Regions from separate parts of the Danio rerio genome. Here region 2 is linked to region 1. The links are chromatin contacts, called in public Hi-C maps. All regions are on one chromosome and are shown on one strand. Each heading gives the region's core, a stretch centred on a gene start, on an enhancer-like site or on the middle of the called end of the contact. The rest is flanking DNA. Distances are from core to core; before and after follow the strand shown.

The links. Hi-C and Micro-C count contacts between places; a contact is called where the count stands out from the background.
Region 2: a contact with region 1 is called in a Hi-C map of embryo, with 2.4 times the contacts expected there. The contact joins the enhancer-like site here to the promoter of adamts16 in region 1. A contact is called at or near these places in 5 of 18 Hi-C or Micro-C datasets (all in embryo) and 1 of 4 datasets of contacts at active chromatin or transcription factors (caudal fin).

Annotation. Positions count from the first base shown.
Region 1 is chr16:1,185,395-1,189,550 of GRCz12tu, forward strand. adamts16 (ADAM metallopeptidase with thrombospondin type 1 motif, 16) reads left to right here and starts at 2,087. Exons shown (of 23, transcript XM_073925676.1): 1 at 2,087-2,394; 2 at 2,470-2,551. All of the region lies in intron 1 of tars2 (threonyl-tRNA synthetase 2, mitochondrial), which reads left to right.
Region 2 is chr16:1,253,071-1,257,226 of GRCz12tu, forward strand. All of the region lies in intron 1 of tars2 (threonyl-tRNA synthetase 2, mitochondrial), which reads left to right. The region is part of intron 18 of adamts16 (ADAM metallopeptidase with thrombospondin type 1 motif, 16); the gene reads left to right. Among named protein-coding and RNA genes, the nearest start is that of rprd2b, 19 kb to the right of the region's middle. Within about 2 kb of position 2,086, at least 3 of the 62 cell types and tissues checked have an H3K27ac peak or open chromatin away from gene starts, as enhancers often do.

The sequences.
Region 1 (4,156 bases), core at 837-3,336:
GCTAAAATTATATCTATCATAAAACAGCATCGACTGAGTATCACTAACATGCACATCGTCTGAGAATTATTACCATAGTCAGTGTTCCACATGTGCTTGATTTATTTATCTGTTTATTATTTAATGTCAACCCTCTTCTACACACTCTCAAAAATACTGTTAAATATATATGCTTCACTTCAACACGTCTGCTTTAAGAGTGCATGCTGGAAAATGCGAACAGCACAATATATAGAATAGAGACACACTATATGCTCGTCCAGCCACTGTATTTCAGTGCTCTGGGTTGTCTACAGCCTGCAGTGGTCATTTATTCTACAGATCAGGAGATCACTGTGTGTTGAGGAAACACTGGAGGAGTGTTTTCAGTGTGTATTTTTCTTTATTATGTGAGACGGTGAGATAAGACGGCAGTAAAACGGCTGTAAAGTGTGCTGTCTGCATCTGGGAGGTCTGGAGTATGCTGGAGGAAAAGATATATTCAGTTGCTGAAAGTGTTGCAGTATACTGAGAGCGGAATATAATGCTATCCTCATATACTTTAGTGCATGAGAAAGGAATTAATATATAAGTGTTTCAAATTTTGCAGAGCGACAGTGGCTCAGTGGTTAGCTCTGTCGCCTCACAGCAAGAAGGTCACTGGTTCGAGTCCCGGCTGGGTCAGTTGGTTATTCTGTGTTTGCATGTTTCCCCCAGTGTTGGGGTGGGTTTTCTCCAAACACATGTGCTATAGGGGAATTGATTAACTAAATTGGGTGTTTCCCAGCCCTTGGTTGCAGCTGGAAGGGCATCCGCTGCATAAAAGATATGCTGGAATAGTAGTTGGACTAGTGGCGACCCTTGATAAATAAGCTGAAGGAAAATGAATGAATGAATAATATTCTGCAAAGACTAAATCTCCTTAGAGGTCCTGTGAAATTATATCAATAATGATTCTAGATGTCATCATTCTCAGTAGTTTGCAGGATATCGGTGAGCTTGTCTGCTACAATTAAGTGATACAATTTGCATTTAGAAGATATTAAACGCGTAATATAAACCATCCAAAGTGTGTTATTTCTTCCTAGTTTTTATAAATGCAACTAGAAATCGTACAGAAACTGAATCTACAGAAAAATAATGATAGCATCAAGAATATAATTTAACTGAGTAGATTACCTTATAATACATAAAATAATATAATATGGAAAAGAAATTAAATGAGGAAAACTAACCAGCTAAATCACCAAATACATTTTTAAAATCTATTAACGCTGTTTACATTTTAACTAACAAATAAATATATAAATAAATAAGTAAATAAATAAATAAATAAATAAATAATAAATCTATTTATGATGTGTTTACAATATAAATAAATAAATAAATCGATTAATGATCTGTTTACAATTTAAATAAATAAATAAAGGCACAAATAAATAAATAAATAAGTAAATAAATAAAGGCATAAAAATAAACAAGTTAAAAGATTTATTTACATTTTAAATAATAAATAAACAAATAAGTAAAAAATAAAGGCATAAATAGTATTTAAAAATTATAATAAAGGCATGAATAAATAAATAAATAAATAAATCTAATTATGATGTCTTTACATTTTAAATAAAAAATAAATAAACGACTACGTTTATGTCGTGTTTACATTTTAAATAATAAATAAATAAAATAAATATATAAATAATTTATTCATATTGTGTACATATTAAATAATAATTAAATAATTAAATATGGTTATGTTGTATTTACATTTTAAATAATAAATAAATAAATCTTTTTAGGTTGTGTTTACATGTTAAATAATAATTAAATAAATAAATATTAAATAAATAAATAAAATATATTTATGTTGTGTTAACATACTAAATAATAATTAAATAATAAATAAATAAATAAACAAACAAACAAACAAACAAACAAATAAATAAATAAATAAATAAATAAATAAATAAATAAATAAATAAATAAATAAATAACGCTGTGTTTACATTTTTAAGTCCAAATGTTGTGACCCTCCTCTCCCGCGCAGGTGTGCGCTCTGATAGGCTGTCGGGAGTTGCTGTTCATCTGCAATGGTGACCCAGCTCTCAGTCCACAACATTAACACACAGAGAAACATGCTGCTGGAGCTGCACACACACACTTTTACATGCACACACTCACACACACACACACACACACTTTTCATGCATTTCGGGACCGGGTTTGACTTTACCGATGCAGCTGTGTGAGGAGATCTGAAGCGCGCATTTGGAGACGCGCAGAGGCTGTGCACATTTTGGATAGGAGTGTATAGGAGACATGGCTGTCTTACGAGCTCTGCCAAACAGGAGGAATTACACCGAACGCGTGTATTTTGTGCTGTTTTCAAGCTTGATCGTGCTCGGGTGCCACCAGGTGAGCAAATGTGCGCCAGATTCGTCAGAAGGTGAGTTTAATTCAATGCAAATGATGGATATTCACTCTTTGTAGAGAACTCACTGCGCATCTGCTGCTGATCATCACGTGAAACACAGAGAACTGCTGGAAACACTGCGGTTACCTCACGACACAGGTGAGAGATGATTGACAGCTGTCAGTCACACATTATTGCATTAGCTTAAGAGCAATTTAGGTTGATTTATTAATTTCTAAAAGTTTTTTAACATCAAAATGTTGATCGCAGCATTAGTTTGGGACTGCAATGACTTGATATTGAAGTTAAACTGACAGTGTGGCGTGTTGTCGGCAGGGGGCGCTAGATATCATTGTTATTATTAAATACAGCCACTGTTGGTTTGAGAAGATGATGCTGTTTAGAAAGTATTAGTGCTTTGTTTTAGTGCTCTAGTAGTGAATTTGATCTCTAAGCAAAGCCTGACACACACACACACACACACACACTTGTGCAGCTATCTTTATGGGGACTTCCAATAGACCTAATGATGTTTCTACTTTTTAAGACTATACATTTTTTGTTCACCATTAAATCTAACCCTCTTTTAGTATGTTTACAGTTCACAAATACTTCATTCTGTGTGATTTATGAGCCATTTTTGTCACAGAGAGCAAAAAAGAATAAAATGTCCCCACAAGTATAGCAATACCAGTCAATTGATTTTGGTCCCCATGATGAAAACAGCCCATAAATCACAGACTCAAGTGTTTAGAAACTGTAAAAATGAGGAATACATCACACACACACACACACACACACACACACACACACACACACATGCACACATTCAGCTAGCTTTATGGGGACTTCACATAGACCTAATGATGTTTCTACTGTATATTCTGTGTCCATACCATAAATAAAAGCCTTACAGGAAACTTTGTAGCACAATTACACTTAATAAAAATGTAATTCTGTCTCATTTATGAGCAGTTTTTGTCATGGAAAGCAAAAGAAACAAAATGTCCCCACAAGTATAGCAATACCAGTCAATTTTGATCTTGTGGGGATTTTTTTTTTTTTGCTCCCTGTGACAAAAATGGATCATAAATCAGACAGAATTAAGTGTTTAGAGACTGTAAAATTGAGGAATACATGGCACACACACACTTGTACAGCTATCTTTATGGGGACTCCCCATAGACCGAATGATGTTTCTACTGTACAGACTGCATATTCTGTGTCCCTCCCCCTAAACACAATCCTCAAGGCAGCGTGTAGCATTTATACAGTTATAAAACATTAATTCTGTCTGATTTATGCGCTGTGTTTGTCATAAAAACGTCCCCACAAGGTCAAAATAACTGGTATTGCTATATTTTTGGGGACATTTAGTCCCTAGAACATGAGGTATACAAGATACACACAAACACACACGCTTGTTAGCTTTGCAAATGAGAATACATTATATATAACATCAGTGTTTTTGGCTTGGAGTGTGTGTATGAAGCTTATTAAGGTAATCATTAGGTCTGCATAAAGGCTAATCGACAGACTTTTCTGTGAAAGGACAATATTTTGCAATGTGTTTTTTATTTATGAGGATTTTTCCTAAACTGAGGATGTCCCCAGATGTCCTCTGAAGGTTTTGTTTGTCACTGCAGTGTAATTTTGCACACACACACACACACACACACACATACTGGAGGAGGGGTGTGTAGCATGAAGATTGGCATGCACTGGGACTTTAGTGAACAATGAACAAAGGCCGACACTTGAAGA
Region 2 (4,156 bases), core at 836-3,335, 68 kb after region 1:
GACTGGCATGTTTTGGGTTTGTCCTGCATTACTCAGATGTTGGCATTGGTGTTGATTTGGGACAGAGACAAACGTGACCTCACATTTCTGACCCCGAATCTGGACAATCGCAAACTAGCCTGAGAAACGTCTGGCAGGAGGTCTGTTGTTGTTTGTTGTTGTGGCTTCTATGGTGTTTGGTGATGTCTGAGAGTCAGATGTCAGAGCTGTTATTATTTATTTTACAGAACTGTGCAGAAACCTGTTCTGACAGAATAATTTGAGCTGAGACGATGCATACAAGAAAAAATACACCATCATCTCTGTAGATCCTCACGCACCGCAACTGCTCAATTATGTGACTCATTCCACAACTGCGGGTACATTTCAAGCATTTTCCATTCATTTCTCTCAAAGTGGAATGATGTGAAACAATAAATAAGAGTGAACTGAATCCATTGTTAGTGTAAATTAAAGCAGAATGCTTAAATGTCACTTTTGATACTGCTATTAACTGTTGTTGAACTTATTGTTCAACTTTTAAAACCGATAACAGAGTTAATGATAACAGAGTTGACGATAACAGACTTGACGATAACAGAGTTGACAATAACAGAATTGACGATAAGAGTTGACGATAACAGAGTTGATAATAACGAAGTTGACGATAACGAAGTTGACGATAACGAAGTTGACGATAACGGAGTTGACGATAGCGAAGTTGACGATAACGAAGTTGACGATAACGAAGTTGACGATAACGAAGTTGACGATAACAGTTGACGATAACAGAGTTGACGATAACAGAGTTGACAATAACAGAATTGACGATAAGAGTTGACGATAACAGAGTTGATAATAACGAAGTTGACGATAACGAAGTTGACGATAACGAAGTTGACGATAACGGAGTTGACGATAGCGAAGTTGACGATAACGAAGTTGACGATAACGAAGTTGACGATAACAGTTGACGATAACAGAGTTGACGATAACAGAGTTGACAATAACAGAATTGACGATAAGAGTTGACGATAACAGAGTTGATAATAACGAAGTTGACGATAACGAAGTTGACGATAATGGAGTTGACGATAGCGAAGTTGACGATAACGAAGTTGACGATAACAGTTGACGATAACAGAGTTGACGATAACAGAGTTGACGATAACAGAGTTGATGATAACGAAGTTGACGATAAGAGTTGATGATAATAGAGTTAATGATAAAGAAGTTGACAATAACGGAGTTAACGATAACAGAGTTGACGATAACAGAGTTGACACTGACGATAACAGAGTTGACGATAACAGAGTTGACGATAACGAAGTTGACGATAACGGAGTTAACGATAACGGAGTTGACAATAACGGAGTTGACGATAAGAGTTGACGATAACAGAGTTGATGATAACGAAGTTGACGATAACGGAGTTGACGATAACGGAGTTGACAATAACGAAGTTGACGATAACGAAGTTGACGATAACGAAGTTGACGATAACGAAGTTGACGATAACGGAGTTGACGATAACAGTTGACAATAACAGTTGACGATAACAGAGTTGACGATAACAGGCTTGACAGTAACAGAGTTGACAATAAAAGAGTTGGAAATAACAGCATCAAATTAGAACCAATCAGTTCCCAAAGCATGAAATCATGGATCACTCTTCATTTTTTCTCATTTTGGAATTGTTTCAATTGGAAGTATGTCACGATATTGGGAAAGAAAAAAATTTGCGGCTCTTTTAAAAGTTCCTTTTCATATATTTTTGTCCAAGTCATAAAATATTTGTTATCTTAGTTGCTTTAAAGTTTAGTTTTTTTATTTATGAGAATGTATATATTTAAAATGACCTCTTCAAAAACTAGGTGTTAAAAAGTAGACAACAAAAAAAGCTAGATATAAAATGTGTAAAACTGCTATTATCACTTAATAGCTCACATTATTGACCTCACATATGAGATTATTACTGCAATTCTTTTTTTTTTAAGTGGAACAACTAAAAAGCATACACACACAAACACACACACACACACACACACACACACACACACATATACAGATGTGTATGGCCAGATCTCTGACAGCTGGATCAGTTATGGTCCTGCTTGTGTTTCCTGTAATGCGTCAGTGATGAAGGAGCTGCTGCGCTACTGTCAGCGACTGTATCAAACAGCAAATCAGCAAGTGTTGATGTGTTTACAGACAGACAGACTCCAGGCCCAAACACATGCCTGTCATTACCGTTACATCAGCTCCACGTTCAGATGAAATCATTGATGGAGAAAGATGATCAGTGCGAGATCCAGTTGGCAAACGCTCTGGAAAGTGCAAAAAGATGCTGTTAAAAACCTGACATGAGCATCTGTCGTGCTTCTTCAGATTCAGTGTTTGAGTATGTCTGATGAAGATCTGCTCTGAGAAATCTGCATTACACTACGAAATAATTATGTTCCTTCTTACGGTTTTTGTCTTGTTTCCAGTCCAAATATCTCGAAACTCTTAAATCAAGAAGCATTTTCTAGACAAGTAATGAATATTGCCTTGTTTTCAGAAATAATGAGTCAAAATAAAGTGAGTTTTAACAGAACACAAGCAAAATAATCTGCCAATGGGGGAAAAACAAGATTATTTGCTCACCCCGTTGGCAGATTATTGTGCTTGTTTGCATACACAAAACAGACACACACACATATAGACACACCTAATAAAAAAGTATTTTCACTGGGTCTCTGGTCTGAAGCACCTGTTACAGACGTGACCTCATGACGCCCACATAGGGAGCCTGAATAGACACCAGCACATGTTTGGCTCTAGTGTTAAATCAGGGGAACATGCTGTGACTCACTGAAGTGTGTCCCGTCACCAGAATGAATGAGAACACAAGTGTGTTTAGCTTCTCATGCAGGATTTCACACGGCTGCGCTCCAACATGATCTCACAAACATGCCATAGAGTCAGGACTGACACAGGGGGGAAATGAAGTGCACTTAATTGTAGTTGCTGATTTCGTACTGCAGAAATCAGACGCACATCAGAAATCAGAGACATGGAAAAACACTACCTGACAAAAGTCTTGTCATCTGTCCAAGCTTTAGGAACAACGAATAATAAGTTGACTTCCTGTTGATCAATTGATATCAGAAGTGGCTTAAATGAAAGGAGAAGACAATTTTGCTTTATGCAATTTCCAAAATGTTGTGACAGGAGCTGTTTAGGCTGAGTAATCGGGTAAAATGGGTAAATAATGATGTGATTTGGTACAAAAGCAGCATCTAAGATAGGTCTGAGATGGGCCGAGGATCACCAGTTTGCCAACAAATACATGAGAAAACTATTGAAATGTTGGTCAAGTACCACCATAAGTAGTTATATCTACGAATTGCCAGTTAAAATTGTACTTAAGCAAAAGGCAGCCCTATGTTAACAGTGTCCAGAAGTTTAAAAACAATGTTTCTCAAACAAAGGGAGGAAGACATTTGGATATTTCACCCTTAACCATGCAGAACATCATTAAAAGATTGAAGTAATCTGGAGGAGTTTCAGTGTTTAAAGGACGAGGGCGCAAGCCTAAGCTAAGCAACAGTGACCTCCGACCCCTAAGGGGGCGCTGCAACAAGAATCCTCATTCAGCTATAAGCCAGATCACCACATGGGCTCAGGACTACTGCTGCAAACCTTTGCCAAGTAACACAATGCAGAGTTACATCCACAAATGTCAGTGAAAACTGTATGGTGTCAAAAGGCAGCCCTATGTTAACAGTGTCCAGAAGTTTAAAAACAACGTTCCTCAGAGAAAGGAAGACATTTGGATGTTTCAGCTTCAGCAGTGCAGAACATCATTAAAAGATTGAAGGAATCTGGAGGAGTTTCAGTGCGTAAAGGACAAGAGTGCAAGCCTAAGCTGAACAATCGGGATCTCTGATCCCTCAGGGGGCGCTGCATCAAGAATCCTCATTCGTCTGACATTCAAATGACAGTGAAAACTGCACTGTGGCAAAAGGAAGCCCTATGTTAACAGTGTCCAGAAGCGCAATTGACTTCTCTGGGCTCAGACGCATCAGGGATGGACCATCACACAGTGAAAATGTGTACTGTGCTCAGATAAGGCAGCATTTCAGGGATGTTTTGGGAGAAATGGACGCTGTGTGCTCTGGACCAAAGAAGAAGA